3 separate regions of the Mus musculus genome follow, and regions 1 and 3 are each linked to region 2. A link is a contact called in public HiChIP or PLAC-seq and promoter capture Hi-C data. All regions are on one chromosome and are shown on one strand. Each heading gives the region's core, a stretch centred on a gene start, on an enhancer-like site or on the middle of the called end of the contact. The rest is flanking DNA. Distances are from core to core; before and after follow the strand shown. Region 1 has its middle 20 kb from the start of Gm31522. Region 2 holds the start of Rffl (ring finger and FYVE like domain containing protein). Region 3 holds the start of Rasl10b (RAS-like, family 10, member B).

Region 1 (2,700 bases), core at 110-2,609, 860 kb after region 2:
GTTAATTCCTCGTGAGCCTTCCCCCCTTGTTCTGTACATTTCTGCCAGTGACCTCGGAGCCCAGCCTTGAAGGCTGAATGGGGTCTGGAGGTAGGAGAATATTCCTGAAAACAAGACTTGAGGAAGCCTGGAGAAGGAGGTAAGGGTGAGGGAGAAGGACATCCAGTGAACCTTTCCTGTGCTTGGGAACTGAGGCCTGGGGAGGAAAGCTGCCATTGGGAAGGACAGGCCTTGCCTAGTTTGGCTACAGCCAAGGCTGTGGGGAACGTGGAGGCAGGGTGATGCTGGAACGATGGGCTATGGCCAGGTGTCAATAACCTTGCAGACTGTGCTGTAAAAACGTTAGCACTTTGGGGAACAGAGATCTGTCAGCACACACCAGCGCGAAACGATCAGAGGTCTGATGGAGGAAGATCACTCACTTGGGAATATGGAGGATGGATTTGGTCTGTTTGGCTGTGATGCCAAGCAGCATCAAAAGAATATGGCAGAATGCATTAGGAATGTTAGCATTAGCATGTTGCTATGCTACTACCCAGCTTCCCCAGCCTGCTAGATAGAGGGATAGCCATTTCCCCTATTTCTCCTATGAATCCTCTCCCCCTCCCCATCCTCCTCCTTTTCCTCCTCTTTCTCCTCTCTCTTCCTCTTCTCTCTCCCTCTCTCTCTCCTCTCTCCCTCTCCTCTCTCTCTCTCCCTCCCCCCTCTCTCTGTGTGTGCTCTCGGGTGTGTATGTGTTCCAGTCCCTGGGGGAGCATGTGATGACTGTAAATTCAGGCTCCCTTTGTCTGGGTGGACTTGAGGTCCTGTGTTCTTCTTCAGTCTCCCAATGATAGAGATGTCAGTTCTCCAGGGTCCATGCTGTGTACTGAGATGCAGAGGGAACGATGACAATGTTCTACTCCAGCCAGCAGCTTTGCTGCACCTTCTGTATGCATTCAAGTCTCAACCAGCAGGAATCAGTTAGGACCACTCTTCTCGTTTTACTGATAACGAGTTAGCATTTTTAAGCTTCAAGTAAATGTATTCAAAGCTGCAGGGACAGGCTAACTCAGTCTCTGAATCCTTCACACCATGCTGAGCAAACATCATGCAGCCAGAGTCTAAGGACTTCTCATTAAACTTCAGGCCATTTGTGCAGAAAGCCAGTCGCTGTGTATTAACCACAAGAGAGACCGGATCATTACTCATAACTGCAAAGGAAGGAAGAGGCAGTTTTCTCTTTTTCTCTTGTGACCAAGAGGGAAGCCTTTAAGGAAGAGGCTTGCATGACCGTGAACGAACATGAGAGAGCTATGAGATCAGCAATGCCGGCTCTTAAACGGCAGTGTTTGATTCAGCCTTAGTGTAATGGGGCTGGGGAGGAAGCAGTGTCTTCTGGTCTTGGTGCTGCCGTTGATTAGTACCCCCAGTGGACACACTCGTGCTGTGTGACGAAGCTGGGAAGGCAGCCCAGGAATGTCTTCTTTCCTCTGGGGGGACTGGAGGGGGACTTAGGGATTCAGGACATTGTGCAATCTGCTGTCGCAACACTCGTGCTGGGGTTTCCCGTTTTCTCCAGCCAGATCTGAAAGTAAGAGCAGAGGCTAGTGGGAGGTAGTATTTAGGCTCCAGACTGGACAGTGCCTTTGGAGCACCAAGACATAGTAACTGAGAGCAGCTTTTGCCCCTAGGTTGTCCATCTGTCAGTATGTGTGCTGACCAATGTGCTTGACATTTGAACTTCAGTGTCCAGTATCCAGGGTGGCAGGGCAGGTGTGATAGGTCAATGACCAGCCTTCACATAACCTGCTAATTCTTTTTTAAATTTTCTTATTTTTAATTAAAATATAATTATGTAACTTCCCCTCTTCCTTTTCATCCCTCCAACACCTCTTATATGCCCGCCCTTACTCAAATTAATGGCCTCTGTTTTATTGTTTATATGTATTTATAAATGCATAAATATATAAATATGATCTGCTGAGTCTGTTTAGTGTTGTTTGCCTGTATTTCAGGGCTCACCACTTGATGTTCATGCCTAACTGGTTATCCAGTTATTCAGTAGGAGATCATAGCAGGTGTTAACTGTGAGTAGTTCTTGTCTAGGAGTGGGGCCTCATGGGATTTCCTTCTTCTGTGGAAGCCTGTCCGTTGAGGTTGTCATTGTTTGGGTAGTATTTGGACCTGCTGAAATTTGAGTTACAAAGTAAGGATAGAATGTATTTTTAATATACTCTTCTAGGTTGTTCCTATAGGCTTCAAGTCTTGGGACTCACCTCTTCATAGACTCCACGAGCAAAGTGAGAGAGCAGAGAAAGAAGTTGTACTCTGCAGTCAGATAAATCCCGCACACTTGGCCCCTGCCCTTGGAGCTTATTAACTGTGTAATTGTGTGCCTGATCTCCTGACCTCACAGATTTGCATCTGTACATTGGGTTTATGGTGCTCAGTCTAGAGTGATGGGTGAGAGTCCCAGGAAGAGGAAGTGTACAGATGCCTGCCAGGCACCAGCTGCTTAAGGACTGCTTGTGAGATTACGTTAAAAAAAAAAGTATCTACCTGTTTCTGTGCTTTTGTTTTCCTTGTTTTCATACACACACACACACACACACACACACACACACACACACACACACACACACACATTTGGTATGATATGTATATGTGTGTGTATATATACACATATATTTGGTGTATATATATAGTGTGTGTGTTATG
Region 2 (2,700 bases), core at 81-2,580:
CCAGCACGGCGCTCAGACCCATTTCAGAAATATCAGAGGATGGACAATGTTGGTGCGTCAAAGGAACGGAAACCAGAAAGGGAAGGGAGAAAATGATATACACCTTTGTGGAGGAAAAAGTCCGGAGAGAAGCGGAGCTCATAGGGAACTGCAGCAAAGCGAAGCTGCAGAAATAAGCAGGCAGGAGAAAGGGGCAAGGGGCGAACATCCAACTCAGGTGCCAGGGGTCCTTAGAAGGCGGGGCTCCCTGTACACTCCAGGTTGGAGAAAGAAAGAGTTTTGCATCTGAGTTCTGCTTTTCTCTGTGTGGAAGCTCGAAAATTACTTAAAATGTAGATCCTTGTTGATAACAAGCATATAACAGTACAGAGCGTGCTGGGGTGTTCTGAGAACTGGAAATAGCAAAGGGCTTATAAAGTGAGTCTGGTACGGATGCACATATTTTAGCTCTGGTTCCCTTCTGATAGTCTTTATTTTAAAATACAAGGGGTAGCACTGTGGTAGAGCACTTGTCTAGTATGTACAAAAATCCCAAGCACCAAAATATTGAATAAATCAAAATACAAATTGCTCAGGAAAACTCTGAGAGGTCTTTGATGGGAACCTGAAGCATAAGAAAATGATGTCACTAGACACCAGCCAGAAGAATTAGCATTTATATGACTTCCGTGACTAGGCATCTTCTTAGATCACTGGCTAATGATCCCCTATGCTACCCTGGTGTTTTATGCTTTACTAAGGCCTTTGTGCATTATCTCATTTAATGTGCGGGCCCAACCGGCCTTTCTGGGATGGGGAAGATATTGGAAAGGTTAAGTGCCTGCCAAAAGGTGCACGGGTGATGAACGATGGCTGGGTGGTTTCTTAGCAGTCGTTTTTATTGTACTGCAACCTTTCTCAGCTGTGTCCCCACCTTCCTAACATGAAAGTAGCTTATCCAAGGAGGAAAAGACAGGTTATGATGCCCCACTGAATTGGCTTTTAATATCGCCAAGAAACTTAATAAATTAGATGAGTCTGGGGTTCTGGAAATCTGTCGGGTACGATGAAACATGAAATCAAGGGTTCAATATTCAAACTTTACTATAAAGCTAGTTAGTGATCTTAAGGGACTTGCTCAAGATCACCACATAAGGGATTGGTTGGCTCGGCCTAGACTGGGGACTCCACACCTAGCCGGGCTCCGACAGAGGGCGCTCGCGGAGGCTTGCACTCTAGACCGCCGCGCGCCCGATTCCTCTCTATGGTGGCGGGGGCGTGCGCTCCCGCGGGGGTGGGGTGGAGGGCGGGGCCGCAAGCCGGGAGGGCGGGGCCGCACGCTGGACGGGCGGGGCCCACGCCGAGCCGCGGGGGACTGGGTTAGTGGGGGTGGACTTCCTGGGGCCGCCCGTGAGGATGTGGTTCGGGCACCCGGGCGCCCCTCAGGCGTGGAGTTGCGGCGGCCGCAGACCCCGCAGCCCCGCTGCCTGAGTGGCCGCGGTCGGGATCTGGCCTCTGCCGTCCCAGGTGTGGCCCGGCAGCGTCCGCGGCAGGTGAGGAGGCGGTGGCTGTGGCTGTGGCGGGTTGGGCTGGAGGATCCGGTGCTTCAGGCTGTGCTCCGGGGGGTGTGAGGATCCAGCTGCGCTCCGGGAGTGGGGCAGCCCTTTCCAGGAACTCCCCACCGCCAGGTCACCCCACACCTGTCCCATGAAAGTGCCGCAAAGCATTTCGTCTGTGTGCGCCGTAACCCGGGACGTGTGTCCTCAACTTGTACCCAAGTGTCGTAAGAACCCGGTAGGTCCTGGGGAAGGATGCATTTCTGTAGGACAGAAAACCGTCTACAGAGGCAGAGCTTTGGCGGCACTGGCTCTCTACCAGGAGGACCCTGGAGATTCGGAGTTTGGAGGTTAGATGGGAAGTTTGGGATGCTGCTCTCCCCTCCTCCCTCCTCCCTGCCAGAGTCTGCTGTCTGCCTCTTGGGAGTCGACCTCTGTCCCCGACGTGTGTTAGGTCGCCACTGTGTGGTCCTGGCCGAGACTCAGAGGGAAGTAGGGCCCCTCTCCAGCTGGCTGCCCAGGAGACATTTGACCGGGCATGGGGAAGTCTGGGTAGATCAGGGGAGTCCACAGCCTTTCCTGGCGTCTGTTTGAGCTCCGATTTAAGACCGGTAGAAAAAAACAACAGCAGCGTACTTCTTCCTTTTTTCTTTTTTTTTTTAAAGCTGTCATGGGGGTGGGGGGGTGCTGTTGTGTAATCGAGGAAGATTTCCACATTCCTCTCAGTCCACCACGGGGAAGATTATTCTTAGCTCGGAAATGGGGTTTTACCCACAACTCACACTCTGTGCCCTGGTTAAAGGCTAGAGTGACGCATGAACAAACACCCCAGGATGCGTGTGGCCTTCCAAGAAAATAGTAACCTCCTTATGTATGTTTTGGCTGGTGGCTTGGAGAACCGAGAGACTTCCTGTCGCCACTTTTGAGAGCTGCATGGTGGTTCTTGCCTTGACAGTTCAGTATACTGAAATGTGGGCAAGGCTGTTCGAATACTGTGGCATTTTTCTAGGAATGGAAGGGGACTATGTCCTGGGCAGTTTGTAGAGTTCTAAGACCAAAACTGGCCGTATATTTCCTTTGTGGCAGCTTCCTTATCCTTCCCTCCTCTCCCCCCCCCCCCCATTCTTTCTAATGTTAGCAACTGTTTGTAAAATTTCATATTTGC
Region 3 (2,700 bases), core at 32-2,531, 540 kb before region 2:
ATATGTCCATATGCATGTATATGATGCCTTTCATTTTATTGAAGAACAAAAATCCATCACCAATAAATCAAGACCCAGAGACTTAGGGAAGGAAGCCACCTTAGCTAAGACTAGGACTCTAATCTCTCTTGTGCCTGCCTCATGCATGTCCCTTCCCCAACAGGTGCTCCTCTGAGCCTGCTTCCTACGGAGACAAAACTAACGCTACCACCACGCACAACCCTTCAGGTCCCTAGGCCTCTGGGGCATCCCTGGATGCTGCCAGCTTAGCAAAGAGGCTCAGCTGGGTTAATTACATAACAGCACGAGCAGGTGGGGATGGGGGAGTCCTGGGCCTTCGAGAGGGCAAAGAGCAAGAAAGAAGAACACGGACTCACTCTGGGTGTGGCAGAGGTTTCAGGATGTATCCTATCTGCAGATTCTCAAGCCCCCAAACCAACTCTTTTTGAGTAGTAGCAGACACGAAAACCAGGTACAGTCTGGGAGTCAAGAAGTGGGTACAAGAACAGCCCCCTATGCACTGGCAAGCCTCTGGAGCTACCAGGCCTAAGTGTGGCCCTGTCCCCAACTCAGAGGGAACAGATGCCCCTTCAGTTCTTCCCAGGCACAAGTCCTGGGTCTAAGCAGTTTACTAAGCCCACATGCCTAGTTATGTGGGGGTGAAAGGTCTGTCCCAGGAAGCAGGGCCCAGGCCCCCTGAGCTTCCCCAGGGCCTGCATTCTGCAGTGAGTCTGCAGACAGCTCCCGGCAAGAGGCAGGGGTCACACACTCGGGCCACAGTCTCTTTTTAGTCCCTTCCCCGGCCTGGACATCTTGGGTCTCTACCTCACACTGGGAAGGTCGGGGGTTCTGAGGATCCTAAAGGCCGGGCCGTACGTCCTCGGGTGGTGAGTCCCTACCACGTCCGCGTGGGGGTGGGGGCGCCGGCGGATGCCGGGCTCCCAGTGACCCGATCGGTGGCAGGTGTGGGGGCTGCAGGAGCCCCGCTGGCTGCCGGCTCCAGCTCCACTCCGGCTTGCCCGCTGCCCCCTCCCCGGGCTGCCCCTCACCCCGCGGTCGCCCCGCTCCTCCTCCTCCTCCCGCTTACCCGGGGCCGTCCCGGCTGCCTGCCCCCTGCCCTGGCCGGCGCGGCCGCGCTCCCCCCGGGCTCCGGCGCTGCCTTGGGCTCCCCCGCCCGGGGGGAGGATGAGGGGCGCCGCCCGCGGCCCGGGCGCGGCGGGCTGGGGCGCGGGGGGCCGCAGCACCGAGGGTCGCTCAGCTGCTCGCCCTGCGGAGCGCGCCGCCCCACTCGCGCCGGCGGAGGGGGAGGCGGGCGCGGGGGGTTCCGCTGGGTCCCCGAGCCCGACGGATTCACTGGGGCGCCGCGGGACCAGCTCCCCAATCCCTAACCTCAACCTTCAATCCTCCCCTACGCCCCCGACCCCCGCGACTCTCCCCTGGGAGAAATTAGCTCGAGCCTGGACGAGTTGGGGGCGGGGACGAGAAAGGCCCCGGAGCCTCTGCCTTCATTGCGACTCCCTTCCCACACAGCCTCGCACCCTGCCCTCGGCAGGGCTCGTCCCCTCCTCCCCACGCTGTCCTTTTGACCCTTACCGATACAGTCAGTCAGTGACTGGCAGATGCCCAGCGTGTGTCCTGCCCTGGTTGCTGGCATCCAGATTCTTGCTCTTCCACCCCTGAAGGACGGAGTAGAGGGTGGTCACTCTCACCCTTCACTGCGGCAGGGAACAGCAGGCCAGGCTAGTGCCAAGCAAAGCTGGTCCCCTGCCAAAGCATGACCTCCACTCCTCTAAGGCTGCGGATCCCTCTCCTTTGAGATCCCAGCATTTGCAGGGCTTGAGGGTGCAGTTCCTCTTGTATTTAATCTAAAATAGTCCTCACCAACATATTTTTATCAGTAGGTAACATTCCAATGTGGTAAGAGCTTTGCCTAAATCCTCAAGTTAAATTCCCAGAACATTCCACGAAGGAGGTTGTTTCCCCCATTTTACAGATGAGATCACTGAGGCTGAGAAAGGATGAGTAACTACTTTTACTTAAATGCAAAATGGAATGCTAAGGCTGTGTCACTAGCAGGGCAGCTTTGCTTCGGAAAAGCTCAGCAGAGGGCTCACATAGTCCAGTGGAGAGGCCACAGACAAATTCCTTTGTGAAGTCAAAAGGGGTCTTAGAGGGCAAATCAGGTGGGCCACTTCAGAGAGGTCAGCTGAGGCTAGGAGCAACTGAGAGTCCAGAGACCTGACAGAATGCTTCAGGCTGGAAGAATGGGGTCAGAAGAGGCTGACAGAGGTTATGACCCTGACTGCTTCTTGTTCCCCTAAAAGGGTCTCAAAGACCCCCGTTTTACTTTTCTTGTTGGTGTGGCAAGTACCTGACAAAAGCGACTTAGTTTTGGCTATTGTGATGACAATAGACACATCTATTGTAGCCAGAAGGCAAAGTGGTGGGAATGTGAGGTCCCTGGCACTGTGCATGCAGCCTGGAAGCAGAGATGCACGTTAGCGTTAAGCTCAAATTTCAATTTCCCCTTTTGCCTTTTTAGTCAGTCCGTGGGATGGTGCTGCCCGAGATGCAGGTGGAAAACCCCCTTCAGTTAAACGTCCCTGGAAACACACTGACATGCCCGAAGATGTGTTTCCAAGATGGCTTCAACTCTGGTGAAGTTGACAAGGATGATTCTCTCTCAGAGACCCAAACCAC

What was found. Promoter capture Hi-C pulls out the DNA fragments that hold promoters and counts their contacts. HiChIP or PLAC-seq counts read pairs in DNA pulled down with a chosen protein or histone mark.
Region 1: a contact with region 2 is called in an H3K4me3 HiChIP or PLAC-seq map of bone marrow-derived macrophages, with 6 times the contacts expected there. The contact joins the enhancer-like site here to the promoter of Rffl in region 2. A contact is called at or near these places in 2 of 39 promoter capture datasets (cranial neural crest and second pharyngeal arch cranial neural crest), 7 of 484 Hi-C or Micro-C datasets (LSK cells, cardiomyocytes, cerebellum and 3 more), 7 of 115 datasets of contacts at active chromatin or transcription factors (bone marrow-derived macrophages, embryonic basal ganglia, embryonic forebrain and 4 more) and 1 of 9 other capture datasets (embryonic stem cells).
Region 3: a promoter capture Hi-C map of embryonic stem cells shows a contact between it and region 2, with 5 read pairs. The contact joins the promoter of Rasl10b here to the promoter of Rffl in region 2.

What each region holds. Positions count from the first base shown.
Region 1 is chr11:82,005,765-82,008,464 of GRCm38.p6, reverse strand. No RefSeq gene overlaps it. Among named protein-coding and RNA genes, the nearest start is that of Gm31522, 20 kb to the right of the region's middle. Within about 2 kb of position 1,359, at least 101 of the 459 cell types and tissues checked have an H3K27ac peak or open chromatin away from gene starts, as enhancers often do. A contact at or near this core is called in LSK cells and bone marrow-derived macrophages, where this site is marked.
Region 2 is chr11:82,869,840-82,872,539 of GRCm38.p6, reverse strand. Rffl (ring finger and FYVE like domain containing protein) reads left to right here and starts at 1,330. Exons shown (of 7, transcript NM_001007465.3): 1 at 1,330-1,532. It also overlaps a transcript of Rad51d not described here.
Region 3 is chr11:83,408,269-83,410,968 of GRCm38.p6, reverse strand. It overlaps Rasl10b (RAS-like, family 10, member B), which reads right to left and starts at 1,281. Exons shown (of 4, transcript NM_001361568.1): 1 at 1,088-1,281.